Regions from separate parts of the Macaca mulatta genome. Here region 1 is linked to region 2. Evidence: chromatin contacts called from public Hi-C data. All regions are on one chromosome and are shown on one strand. Each heading gives the region's core, a stretch centred on a gene start, on an enhancer-like site or on the middle of the called end of the contact. The rest is flanking DNA. Distances are from core to core; before and after follow the strand shown.

Region 1 (7,007 bases), core at 4,159-6,658, 270 kb after region 2:
TCCCAGCTACTTGGGAGGCTGAGGCAGAGAACTGCTTAACCTGGGAGGTGGATGTTGCAATAAGTTGAGATTTTACCACTGCACTCCAGTCTGGTCGACACAGCAAGAAGGTGGAATTGAACCACCACCCTCTGAAATGCCCCCTTGACAAAAGATACAAGGTAGTGGCGTGTGGTTGGGGTGGTGGTGGTGGTGGAGGTGGAGGTGGTAGTAGAAGAGGCTGTGGGGGTGAAAGTGGAAGAGGTGGCTGGGGTGGAGGAGGATGGGGAAATGGTGGGGGAGAGGGAGAAGGGTAGTGAGGAGGAGGTGGGGTGGAAGTGGTAGAGGAGGTTTCCAAGGCAGAGGAGATGATGGCGGAAGAGGAGATTATGGTGGAAAAGATTATGGAGATCCATATAGAGGAGGTGGTGATGGTGGTGGATACCGCAGATATTGAAGACTACAAAAATTAAAAACCCAAATCAACAAACCTCAAGGGCAAAGGAATAGTCTGCCCTCTTATATCACAAGCACTAACTAACCACCTCTGCCCTTTCTCATTCCTTAATCATTCAGACAAGATTTCCTTGTTTACTTCCTCCTATAAAATCCCTAAGTCTATTTCCTTTTCTTTGAAAAGATTCCTCTGCATTAATGAATGTTGTCCTTACTGCAATAGCGTGAGAAAAAAAAGTCTCCTTATGCAGCTTAGCAATTTTCCAGGCTTGGTATCAGTGACTCCATCTCAGGCTACTGACTCCAGGCTGAGCTGCTGCTAAACTTTGAGGGCCACAAAGGAACTGTGAAAAATATTTCCTTCACAAACAACTATTATAAATAAAGCTTCGGCACTGCAAAAGAAATAGCACTCGAATATAAAATATTCTTAATTCTCAGCAAGGCAATGTACATTTTTTTTTCTTTTTTGAGACGGAGTCTTGCTCTGTCATCCAGGTTGGAGTGCAGTGGCGCAATCCCGGCTCACTGCAAGCTCCGCCTCCCGAGTTCACTCCATTCTCCTACCTCAGCCTCCTGAGTAGCTGGGACCACAAGCACCCGCCACCACGCCCAGCTAATTTTTTGTATTTTTTAGTAGAGACGGAGTTTCACCGTGTTAGCCAGGATGGTCTCGATCTCCTGACCTCGTGATCCGCCCGCCTCGGCCTCCCAAAGTGCTGGGATTACAGGCGTGAGCCACTGTGCCCAGCGGCAATGTACTTCTATAGAAGGGTGTGCCTTCACAGATGGAGCAATGGTGAGCGCACACCTGGGCAAGGGAGGTGAAAGGGTTCTTATTCCTGACGCACGTGGCCCCTGCCGCTCTGTCGTTCCCCTGTTGGCTAGGGCTAGACTGCGCAAGCTAAACTAATTCTGATGGGCTAATTTAAAGAGAGTGATGGGGTGAGTGGTTTGGCAAGAAAAATGGTTAAGGCAGTGCAGGAAATCGGAATGAGTCAGGGTGGGGCATGTAATCAGAATGAGTCAAGGTGCAGCAGGTGACTGAAATGAGTCAGGGTGGAGCAGGTGATCGAAAAAGGTTGCTTTACGAGGAAGTTTAAAAGTAGAAGGCAAAGAACTGAACATACTGACATATTGATTCTTTGAACAGAAATTTAGAATTCATATCTAACACAACCGTTTTCTCAACACACAACCCAAGAAAGCTGGTCTCAATATTATTAGTATTGTTTTTCTGCAACAGGCTCTTACTTTGTCATCCAGGCTAGAGTTCAATGGCTCAATCTTGACTCATTGCAACCTCTGCCTCCCAAGTTCAAGTGATTCCCCCATCTCAGCCTCCCAAGTAGCTGAGACTACAGGCTCATGCCACCACTCCTGGCTAATTTTGTTTGTTTTTTGTATATTTTTTGTAGAGATGAGGTTCACCATGTTGGCCAGGCTGGTCTCAAACTCCTGGACTCAAGTGATCCACCCCAAAGTGCTGGGATTACAGGCATAAGCCATCACGCCCAATCCCCAATCTTTTTTTGTTTGTTTGTTTGTTTTGTTTCATGAGACAGACTCTCTCTGTGGCCCACACTGGAGTGCAATTGAAAGAAACCAGGCACATTCCTCCATATATCTCCCAACTCCCTGAGCCCAGCACAAACACATTCCTCCATATATCTCCCAACTCCCTGAGCCCAGCACAAACACATTCCTCCATATATCTCCCAACTCCCTGAGCCCAGCACAAACACATTCCTCCATGTATCTCCCAACTCCCTCAGCCCAGCACAAACACATTCCTCCATATGTCTCTCAACTTTAGAAAAACAACACCTGGGAAATCTCCGATAAGGACACAGCGGGAATCAATAAAAAATGCTAAATGTATAGTGTTAACCAATTATAGTGCTGTAACCAAAAGAATTCCCTTGTTCCTCTGTAACTTTACATATCCTGGTTACATCAGGCTATAAAAAGGCAAGCACTCGCATTGTTCGGGGCCCTCTTGTATGCTGTGGAATGGAGGGACCAAGTTCGAACTTGCAGTAAAAGATCCTTGCCGCTTGGCTTTGACTCTGGACTCTGGTGGTCTTCTTTGGGGAACAAACGGTCTGGGCATAACATCATGGCCACTGCAACCTCTGCTTCATAGGTTTAAGCAATTCTCCCGCCTCAGCCTCCGGAGTAGATGAGAATTACAGGCGCCCACCACTACATCTGGCTAATTTTTGTATTTTTAGTAGAGACAGGGTTTCACTATGTTGGCCAGGTTGGTCTCAAACTCCTGGTTTCAAGTGATTCACCCGCTTCAGCCTCCCAAATTGTCAGGCCTCTGAGACCTAGCTAAGCCATCATATCCCCTGTGACCTGCAGTATACATCCAGATGGCCTGAAGCAACTGAAGATCCACAAAAGAAGTGAAAATAGCCTTAACTGATGACATTCCACCATTGTGATTTGTTTCTGCCCCACCCTAACTGATCAAAGTACTTTGTAATCTTCCCCACCCTTAAGAAGGTTCTTTGTAATTCTCCCCATCCTTGAGAATGTACTTTGTGAGATCCACCCGCTGCCTGCAAAGCATTGCTCCCAACTTCACCGCCTATCTCAAAAGGTATAAGAACTAAAGATAATCCCACCACCCTTTGCTGACTGTTTTCTAACTCCGCCCACCTGCATCCAGGTGAAATAAACAGCTTTGTTGCTCACACAAAGCCTGTTTGGTGGTCTCTTCACACGGAGGCACGGGATACAAAGTGCTGGGATTACAGGCCTGAGCCACGGCGCCTGGCCACCCCCAATCTTTAAGAATATTCTGGGCCGGGCGCGGTGGCTCAAGCCTGTAATCCCAGCACTTTGGGAGGCCGAGACGGGCGGATCACGAGGTCAGGAGATCGAGACTATCCTGGCTAATACGGTGAAACCCCGTCTCTACTAAAAAAAATACCAAAAAACTAGCCGGGCGAGGTGGCGGGCACCTGTCCCAGCTACTGGGGAGGCTGAGGCAGGAGAATGGCATAAACCCGGGAGGCGGAGCTTGCAGTGAGCTGAGATCCGGCCACTGCACTCCAGCCTGGGTGACAGAGCGAAACTCCCTCTCAAAAAAAAAAAAAAGAATATTCTGGCCAGGCACGGTGGCTCACGCCTGTAATCCCAGCACTTTGGAAGGCTGAGGCGGGCTGATCACCAGGTCAGGGATGAGACCATCCTGGCTAACACGGTGAAACCCCGTCTCTACTAAAATACAAAAATTTAGCTGGCCGTGGTGGTGGGCTACTGTAGTCCCAGCTACTGGGGAGGCTGAGGCAGGAGAATGGCGTCAACCCGGGAGGCGGAGCTTGCAGTGAGCCGAGACTGTGCCACTGCACTCCAGCCTGAGCGACAGAGCGAGACTCTGTCACACACACACACACACACACAAAATATTCTGTATATAGTTTTTTTTGTTTTGTTTCTGACAGACGCAAATGCACCCTTCTACTAATGATTAAAGACTTCTTCGTTTAATCCACCAATGAAATAATCTGACAATTTATGTAACAAATAAATTCCTATAAACATAAGCTCCCTTGCTCCTCTCCAGTGGCACAATCTCTGATTTGCTATCCTGGTTGCAACCTTCATTACTAAGTAAACGCTTATGTAAACCTTAATAATGAGATTCGAGCAATATGATTAAATATTGGTTTGAGTGCAAATTTTGAGGATGGCGACCTGATAGGCCACAGACTCCAAAAGATGGGGGTCAGTGCTTCGAAAGCGAGAAGTCTGAGGGTCGTTTATACAGGCAGGGTCTGGGAAGCTTAACAGGATGTCAACATTTTCCATAGAAGGTTAACGTATAGCAATTTAATTGGTTCTAGGCAGTGTTTCTTTTTGGGAAGGGTCTATTTAACATTCCACATTAAGGATGTAATAGTCAAGGGGTCATTTATCTTATTCAAGGCGTATTTTATCTCAGATGCCATCTGGTCTGAGCTGGGAACAAGAAAATAAGGGAGTTAATCTATAACAAAAGGTTGGCAATTAAGAGGTCGTGCTTCATGATCTGGTCTCCAAAGTCAACTTTCCTCAGGGACTTTCAGAAGCCCCAAATAGATTATCCACTGTCTTTCACACTTATTTGCCTCTAAGCTGTTGATTTTCTTTTTTTTAAGGGTTAACAGTCTCTTGGGTGCACTCTGACTCCCATGCGCTTTATAGAAAAAATTGGTCCTGAGGCCAGCAACAACAGTGGGTCTCAGGAACTTGTTAGAAATGCACATTTTCAGCCCCCACCCCAAACCTACTGAATCAGTAGTTTTGCTGGCGGTTCTCAATCTCTCTTTAACATGCCCTCTGGGTGCTGCGGATGCTGGTTAAAGGTAGAAGATCGCTGCGGGAGATTTCCGCGTCGGGCAGATGAAAGCGCTCTGCAAGCCCTGGTGCGATCCGCTGGCCAGTTCCGCGGCTTCTCGGGTGGCACTAGGACCGCGGCGGCGCGGCCCTCGTAGACACCGCCTCGGGCGTGAGGCGGAGCCTAGCTGTTCCTGGATCCTGGGCCTGGCTCCTCGACCCGCCCCTGGAGGCGGACCCCACTTGACTTAAACTCTGGGGCCCGGGAGGCCGCCGGCTTTACCCCTGCTTGCTGGGGTGGTCCTTTTCCCTTGTCGGTAAGTGTGAGGCGAGCACCCCGAGGTCCCTCCTTCGCCTTCCGGGGTGCGGGCGGGGCGGGGGCCGGGAGCCAGAGGCGCTCACGGCCGGGGCCGGCGCGCGGCGCGCGGCGCGGAGCGCTTTTGTTCTGCGGCGAGAACGCAGTCGCGGGCGGCCCCGGAACCCGGGCCTCGGGCCCCGCCGGCTCGCGCGTCCCGCAGTCCGCCGCCCGAAGCTGGGCTCCGCCGCCGCGCTCTCTTCTGCCCGCCGTACTGGGGACGGCCCTGGGCCTCCGCGGACGCCGAGCCTTGCACCGGAGGGCGGGCCTCGCTGGCTGTTTTCCCTCATTGCCTGGCGCTGCGCGATAGAGGTCGCGAGTGGCGAGGGCGAGGACGCGTTTTGTTGAACTGCGAGGCGCGGCTGGTGAGGCGGGTGGGTATGAGAGCTGCTTATGTTTTTAAGGCTTTGCTGTCACTGGAGTGGAAAAAAAAAATCTTTGTTTTCCTATTTCCCGAGCGTTCTCCTCCTCCCCTGCCCTCTTAAGTCGAAGCCTCCTGGAACGGAATTGCTGTACTGGCATCTGTCTCCAAGTGGTCCGCGAACGCAAAGCGCCGGCGATGCTTTCTGTTCCTCGGCAATAGTTCCTTGAGGCATTTTTAAATGCACAAACGCATACCCATCTTAGGTGTTCTCGAGGGACACGGATTCCCTAAGCAAACGTCCTTAGGGTCCTGAGTTTAGCAGCAAACTTTCGGGGAATAATTTCCGTGGAAACAATTTGTAGTACATCGAGTGCATAACCGTCTTAAGACAAGGATGTGTATGAGCTTGAGGCGCGTTTTCGTTTTGTGGGGGGGCCGGTGCATCTCAGTAGGCGGGCCGCAGAGCTTGTTTGGAGATTGTATTTTTCTGCTTAATGTGTTAGCTTTAATCATGTTTCATTCATTGTTAATGTGCATGTATGTTAAGGTTTTAGGTTTTTTTCCCCTCTGCAGTCGGATTTTTTTCTATTTAACATTAATCCAGTAAAGACAAGTCCAGAGATAAAGTGTTACTGTTTTGCAATGATACTACAATAGCCGACCTAGAGGAGCGCACGTAGATTCTGACTTAAGTGAATGGTGTTTTCAGGCCAGACCTAGTTTCTATTTCTGTTAGTTAGGACACTTAATAAGAATTCAGTAAAGTTAGCATGTTTTCTGTGCAGCCTTAAAAGAAAACAGTTTTGCACAGCAGTGTCATATCTAGTAAACACATTAGCATGTCCTCTTTTATTATAAAACGTTTCTTGTTGTCCCTAGGACCAAAGAAGTAAATACTGTATGGAGGGGGACTGATGTGTTTGGAGTGAAATGGGAACATACACAATAATTAAAGACTAAAGTTGTGCTTAACGGTAAGTATTATCACCTCTAAGAAACCCACCCTGATTTAACCAGGCAGTTATTCACATGTAACTATGGAGTAATTTACCTGTTACCGAATTAAAATTACTAGCTCAGTGAATCAACATTGGTTAAAAATTAAACTGTGGGACTCAATGGATTTGACAACAAAGCTTGAGAAGAAGCAATGTTGTCGGCATAGTACTGAAAAATCAGTTGTTAATCTTAGCAAAATGAGAAAGAGGTCTGTGGTAAGGTAATTGTAGTGGAAGTTACCTGGGCAGAGGTCTGCTTCTGTCTGTGCTGTGTTTCTTATGTGATTGTTTTTATTATATTTTATTACTGTTGGTGGCACATAGGGGAATGTGGCACAGAGCACCACTCTGAAGGATGCATCCTGTACAGCCAAAGTGGGCATGTCCAGGGCTTTCATCTGTAACCACAAAATGTCTTAGGAAGTCTCACCTAATGATAAAGATCATGGTCCCTGTAACCACACTGCTTTGGTTTAAATCTTAGCTGTAGCACTCAGCAGTATCTGTACAACCCTGGAAAAATAAA
Region 2 (6,490 bases), core at 193-2,692:
ACCTTTACTCTTTATTTCACTCTCTTGGATGCACTTCCTCCTATTTGTTTTGCAACTGTCAGATCTTCAAAATAATAACCCCCTTTACAAAGCTTTCTTCTATTCTTTTCCTTATTAGAAATATCAAGTTTGTTACTCTCCCGCTTGTGATATTATTCTACATATATGATAGTTACTTATTTTATTTTTTTGAGACAGTCTTGCTCTGTCGCCCAGGCTGGAGTGCAATGGCGCGATCTCAGCTCACTGCAACCTCTGCCTCCCGGGTTCAGGCAATTCTCCTGCCTCAGCCTCCGGAATAGCTGGGACTACCGGCGCCACCACTACTCCTGGCTAATTTTTGTATTTTTAGTAGACGCCGCGGTTTTGCCATGTTGGCTAGGCTGGTCTCCAACTCTCCTGATTTCAAGTGCCTCGGCCTCCCAAAGTGCTGGGATTACAGTCGTGAACCACCGTGCCCAGATAGGTTTTTTTATCTTCAGTAGAGGCGGGGTTTTGCCACATTGCCCAAGCTGGTCTCGAACTCCTGAGCTCGAGCAATTATCCTACCTCGGCCTCCTGAGTTTAATGTAAAATCTCAGATGCCATTGTTTTAGAAAGCCTTCAGTAGATTAAGGAGCTTGTTTTCCTTATCCTTAAGATGTCTATTTTTTACATGGCAATATTAACAGGACTGAAAGCTCCTGGAGAGACGCAATTGCCCTTGTAATTTCTGTACAATTTCTGGCAGGAAATAATAATAACATTTAATGGTGTTTATTATTTGCTGGGCATCCTTATAAGGGTTTTACATGTGTTAAATTTATCCCTCAGAACAACTCCGTGAGAAGGGTGCTATTATCACAAAAATTTTATAGATAAAGAACTTAGGCACAGGGAGAGGTTACGTTACCCGTCCATGGTCACGTGGCTGGTGAATGGCAGAGCCGGGGGCTGAACCCAGCAATCTCAGCCAGGGATCTGTGCTCTTAATCACTGTGCTACGTTTATCCCAGGGTGTATCAATGTTTATTCCAGTTACAGGGGTGGAATTCTGCTAGAAGCTTTTGAGAACCTCATCTAGTGTTGTGTTTTTTTCTACCAAGGTTTTTAGCTGCTAAGAGAGAGGCCACTGCCAGGAAGAGCCGGGACGCCGAGCTGTCAAGGCTGACTGAGGAATGGACACTGAACGCGCAGCGGAGTCTCGGAGGGGCAAACCCGCCAAGAGACCCACTTTGCACAACTGTCCTCAGCCAGGAAACGATAGATCAGGAACCCAGGGACAGAAACACACGCGGGGCCTCTTCAGAGGTCGGGGGGGTGGGAAAGGGGCGGGGAGGATCAGCGCAGGGCCTGGCCGTTTGGAGGAGGTGCTGGGGCGGCGCGAAGGGAGCCGGAACAGGGTAGACTCACAGATCCAGGAGCTGACTGACCCGCCGTGGGCGAGGCATCGCTGCAGCGTCTGAACCCTCTTCCGCGGTCCCAGGGCCTCCAGAACGCAGCCAGGGACCGTCCGCCAACTCCCGCCCACCGCGCGACGCGTAGGTTTTTGTGACGTCACACGGATTTTTCCGGTGACCGGGGCGTGGCCACGCTTCGGACTCCACAAGGAAAGAAGAGATCTCCCCTTGGGGCGGAGCCACTGAGGGCTGCGCGGAGGAGGCTGGGTGTGACAAAATATAAAGAGGCCCTAAGTTCAGGTGCAATCTGACGGGAGTTGTAGTTCTTTCACCTGTCCGGCGTCTGCTCCAGTGCAGCTGCAGGAGGTTTCTCGGGAGTTCAGCCCAGCGCTCAGCCCCGCTGCGACGCCGCGAGCCGAGAACTCTCCTGTGGCGAAGGGAGAGCTGAGAAGTCGCTGCTCTTACTAAAAGGATACGTTGCATGCTGGGCCATAGCCTTGGCGATGCACACTGGAGACCCGCTCGGATACGGACTCCATTAACATCAAACGGAGCGTTTTAGAGGATCGGAGTTTACTGAGCACTTTCTAGGAAGCGTGCACTGAGCTACGTGCTTTCTATGCCTTAGTTCAATACTTAACTGTATTCATTATAATCCTGTGAAATCGTCATTAGTCTTATTTTACAGATGAGGACACTGCGTACCAACAAGTAACCGCACTAAGAATTTCGTCATGGAGGAGAAGGGAACCTGTATTCACATTAGGAAGGTTCCTGAAGAAAGGGCACCTGTAGGTGGAATTTTCTCTTTGGTTCTGCTGCAGAGTATTTGCTGCTTTTTAGTGCTTCCCGCACCCGCCCCGCCATTCTTCCTTGTAGATTAATCTGTTGTTTATATGCCGGGTTCCTTTTTTAAGCTCCTTGAAAGTTGGAACCCACTGCTGTTCGCCTGTTCAGGATGCTGCACATTCTATCAACATGCATTTATTAAGCGCTGAACGAGGGCCAAGGATCGTGCTGGGTGCTAAGGATTGAGTGGTGAACACTTGGGTCAGACAAGTAAAAGGGTAATTAGAATAACTGTTAAATGCTTAGATGGGGTTAGTTCTATGGAAGCACCCATGGTTGGGGGGGTGGGATACAGATCAGAGAGAAAAGGGTGGTCTGCAAATAGTTTGGGATGGCAACACTGGAGAGTGATCAAGAGTGAGTGTAGGGCAGGGGTTGGGCGACTTTTTCCATAAAGTGCTCTGAAAGTTGCAGATTCCAGGAGAAGTAACTACTGTCAGACCCAGACAAATTGGAGTCCAGAGACCATAAAGGAAGGGAACTCATGCTCGTATGTCTCAGATAAGAACTGTCTCAAGGCCGGACGCGGTGGCTCACACCTGTAATCTCAGTACTTTCGGAGGCCGAGGTGAGCAGATCACGAGGTCGGGAGTTTTGAGACCAGCCTGGCCAATGTGGTGAAACCCCCGCCTCTACTAAAAATACAGAAAAACAAAAAAGCCGGATGTGGTGGCAGGCGCCTGTAATCCCAGCTACTGAGGAGGCTGAGGCAGGAGAATCGCTTGAACCCGGGGGGCGGAGGTTGTAGTGAACCGAGATTGCGCCACTGCACTCCAGCCTGGGCGACAGCAAGACTCCGTCTCAAAAAAAAAAAAAAAAAAAAAAAAAAAAAAAAAAAGAGGAAGAACTGCAAGGACTTTAAAAAATAAACGAAAAAACCCACAATTTCTTCACATCTTTCATGCATTTAATGTTTTGCACAACTTGCTCGTTTTGCAAATATGCACACATTTCTATGACAAGATTTATTGCTAAACATTTTTTAAAACTGCAGCAGTTCAGGTAAGATACTGTCGAAAGGATGTTTGGCCCAGCAGCAGCACCTCCAATAATGAACGAACTACACTTCTTGATTTGAGTCTCAGGAACCAATCAACTTTGTTTCCAAGACGTTTATGTGAACTTCTCTACTTTACCAGTAAAATCTTCCCCCTGCTCTTCCCTTCTCCAGACCTGTGGCTTGCCATAGCTGTACATCTTGGATTATAATTGTTTTTGCTCATTCCCAGAGAAACTCAGTATCTTTGGAGAAATCTTTCTCTGTTGTCTTTTAGCTTCCCAGAGCCAAACAAGAACTATTTAGGTTTTGTGGGCCATGCTGGCTTGGTCACAGCTATTCAACTTGTAGCTTAAAATTAGCTATAGACAGTATGAATGGGTGGGGCTGTGTTCCAATAAAACCTTATCCTAAACACTGAAGTTTGAATTTTATGTAATTTTCAACTGTCATGAAATACTCATCTTTTGATCTTTTTCAGCCATTAAAAAATGTAAAAGCCATCCTTAAGTTGCAAGCTGTTCAGAAACAGGCATTGGACTGGATTTGACCCTTGAGCCATTTGCCCCTGTGTCCTCACCTGATCTAGAAAGCTAAAATGCACATGTCTCACGTCTGTAATCCCAGCACTCTGGGAGGCCGAGGTGGGCGGATTACCTGAGGTTAGGAGTTCGAGACCAGCCTGGGCAACATGGCGGAACTCCGTCTCTACTAAAAGTACAAACAAATTAGCTGGGCGTGGTGGCAGGTGCCTGTAATCCCAGCTACTCAGGAGGCTGAGGCAGGAGAATTGCTTGAACCCAGGAGGCGGAGGTTGCAGTGAACCGAGATCGCACCACTGTACTCAAGCCTGGGCGACAAGAGTGAGACTCTGCCTCAAAAAAAAAAAAAAAAAAAAAAAAAAAATTACGAATTTTAAGATGGTGATAGCAGAGCACTAAACCCAGGGTGGGGCCCGTGTGACTGCACATTTTACCCACCCATGAAGCCAGCACTGGGTGCATCCAACTTCAGGACTCCCCGGCAAAAATCAGTTCAGGAACCCTTTGTCAAAATAAAATTCAAAGATAAATAGGAGCACAGAGAGACATTTTTACTTGCAGTTCAAGAAAATCAGACCTTTAGAGAGTGGCTCGCTAAATAGAATGAGAGGAATTTATAGCTCAGATGAAATTGCAGATATTTATAGCTCAGATATGGCAGTTCATTCCGATTGGATAAGAACAAGATGTTCCTGTTTTTTTGGTAAGGAAAACAGGATGTTCTTGTTTTTGTGGCTTATCTCTGGAGGCAGCTTTCAGGATTTCCCCTTAGTCAAGGCTTTTAGGAGGTTCCCGCTATTCATGGTTTATCTTTGAATGCAAGGTTATTGGGAATGAAAGTCTTTTTAAAGTGATTTGTAGGCAGGGCTAGGCTAAGGGCAAGGTATTTTTCCCTCTCTCCTCTCTGTTTGCTGTGCCCACTTTAATATAGTTTCCTCTAGCTCAGAATCTCCTCCACTTCCTACCATAGCTACCATACAAAGTAAAAGTTATCATAGATTGTTGCTCTGGGTTGGTTTTATAAAAATAATTAACAAAATTACTTTTCTTAAATCATGCTGTTAATTCATAATGTAACATATGAGCTGTATGTAGACCCATGTTTTAAAATATAATAAATATATATAAAACAAGTATATCTTATTTATATGAATGTGTGGCTTTCGCAGGAACAGAACGGAGCTAAGCCAGGTGAGCCCCTACTTTATTATCCTATCATGTGTAGGTTATTTTCAAATAGGATTGCTCTTAACTGTCAACGTGTTCTTTGAGAAAATAACACGTGCTCTTTTTATTTAGTTTCTTTTCATAGCTTGTTTTATAATATCACACTCCAAATTGGAAATAACAGTGCCCATACTCATGGATTGTTATACATTGTTAAAATTTCCCATTGGCTAGAAACACTTGCTTTAATTTGTTTCTAGGTTATAGACCTGTGACTTTCAAATTCTCAGGAGTCTGAGGCATACAATGCATGACTCATGATCTAAGCAGGTTAGTTGGGCAAGTTCAAACAGGAGAAGCAAGGAGAAGTTAATAAAGGAGCTGTTCCCAAAGATGTGGACAGAGTTAGGGCAGAGCAAGGGTAAGGGTAGTTCAACACTGTAGCGCTACAATAGCAGGAAGCCCTTACCTCTTCTAGTCCTGGAGGGCAAAACCAAAACCTTGTGAGAGTGACCAGAGGTGAAGCCACCTGAAAGGAACTGTGGCCTTTGAATTTGTAACCGCCCAAGGGGTTCACCTTGCCCCCTGCCTAGAAAGAACTGATTCATCAACACAGGGGAATTGCAATAGAGAAAGAGTAATTCACACAGGGCCAGCTGTGTGGGAGACAGTTTTATTATCACTCACACCAGTCTCCCCAACCATTTGGGGAGCAGAGATTTTTTTGTTTGTGTTTGTTTTCAGTCTTGCTCTGTCACCCAGGCTGGAGTGCAGTTATGCTATCTTGGCTCACTGCAACCTCTGCCCCCTGGGTTCAAGTGATTCTCCTGCCTCAGCCTCCCAAGTAGCTGAGATTACAGGCATGTGCCACCATGCCTGGCTAATTTTGTATTTTTAATAGAGACAGGGTTTCACTATGTTGGTCAGGCTGGTCTTAAACTCCTGACCTCGGGTGATCCACGTCAGCTTCCCAGAGTGCTGGGATTATAGGCGTGAGCCACTGCACCTGGCCAGGAGCAGAATTTTTAAGGACAAATTAGTGGGTTAGGGGAAGCCAGTGACCCGGGAGTGCTGACTGGTCAGGTCAGAAATGAAATCATAGGGAGTTGAAGCTGTATTCTTGTGCTGAGTCAGTTCTTGGGTGGAAGCCACAAGATCATATTAGCCAGTTAATCGATCTGAGTGCCAGCTGATCCGGCAAGTGCAGGGTCTGCAAAATATCTCGAGCACTGAGATATCTGAAGAAAATCTTGAAGCCTCCAGTTGCATGACTCTTAAACCATAATTTCTAATCTTCTAGCTAATGTTAGTCCTACAAAGAGAATCTAGTTCCCAGGCAAGAAGGAGGTCTGCTTTGGGAAAGGGCTGTTATCATCTTTGTTTTAAACTGTAAGTTTCTCCCAAAGTTAGTTCAGCCTGTGCCCAGGAATGAACAAGGAGGTTAGAAGCAAGATGGAGTCGGTTAAGTCAAATCTCTTTCACTGTCTCAGTGATAATTTTGCAAAGGCAGTTTCAGTTTGATAAGGCAACCTAGCCAGCCTGTTGTGATCCAGCCA

What was found. Hi-C and Micro-C count contacts between places; a contact is called where the count stands out from the background.
Region 1: a Hi-C map of liver shows a contact between it and region 2, with 2.7 times the contacts expected there. The contact joins the promoter of LOC144332817 here to the promoter of AMN1 in region 2. A contact is called at or near these places in 5 of 14 Hi-C or Micro-C datasets (CD4 T cells, blood, fetal cortex germinal zone and 2 more).

Annotation. Positions count from the first base shown.
Region 1 is chr11:34,166,644-34,173,650 of T2T-MMU8v2.0, forward strand. LOC144332817 reads right to left here and starts at 5,409. Exons shown (of 2, transcript XM_077953836.1): 1 at 4,719-5,409. The coding sequence starts at 5,409. The coding sequence ends at 5,044. RESF1 (retroelement silencing factor 1) reads left to right here and starts at 5,006. Exons shown (of 6, transcript XR_013400957.1): 1 at 5,006-5,081; 2 at 6,363-6,457.
Region 2 is chr11:33,902,749-33,909,238 of T2T-MMU8v2.0, forward strand. It overlaps AMN1 (antagonist of mitotic exit network 1 homolog), which reads right to left and starts at 1,443. Exons shown (of 10, transcript XR_013400950.1): 1 at 1,393-1,443. It also overlaps a transcript of ETFBKMT not described here.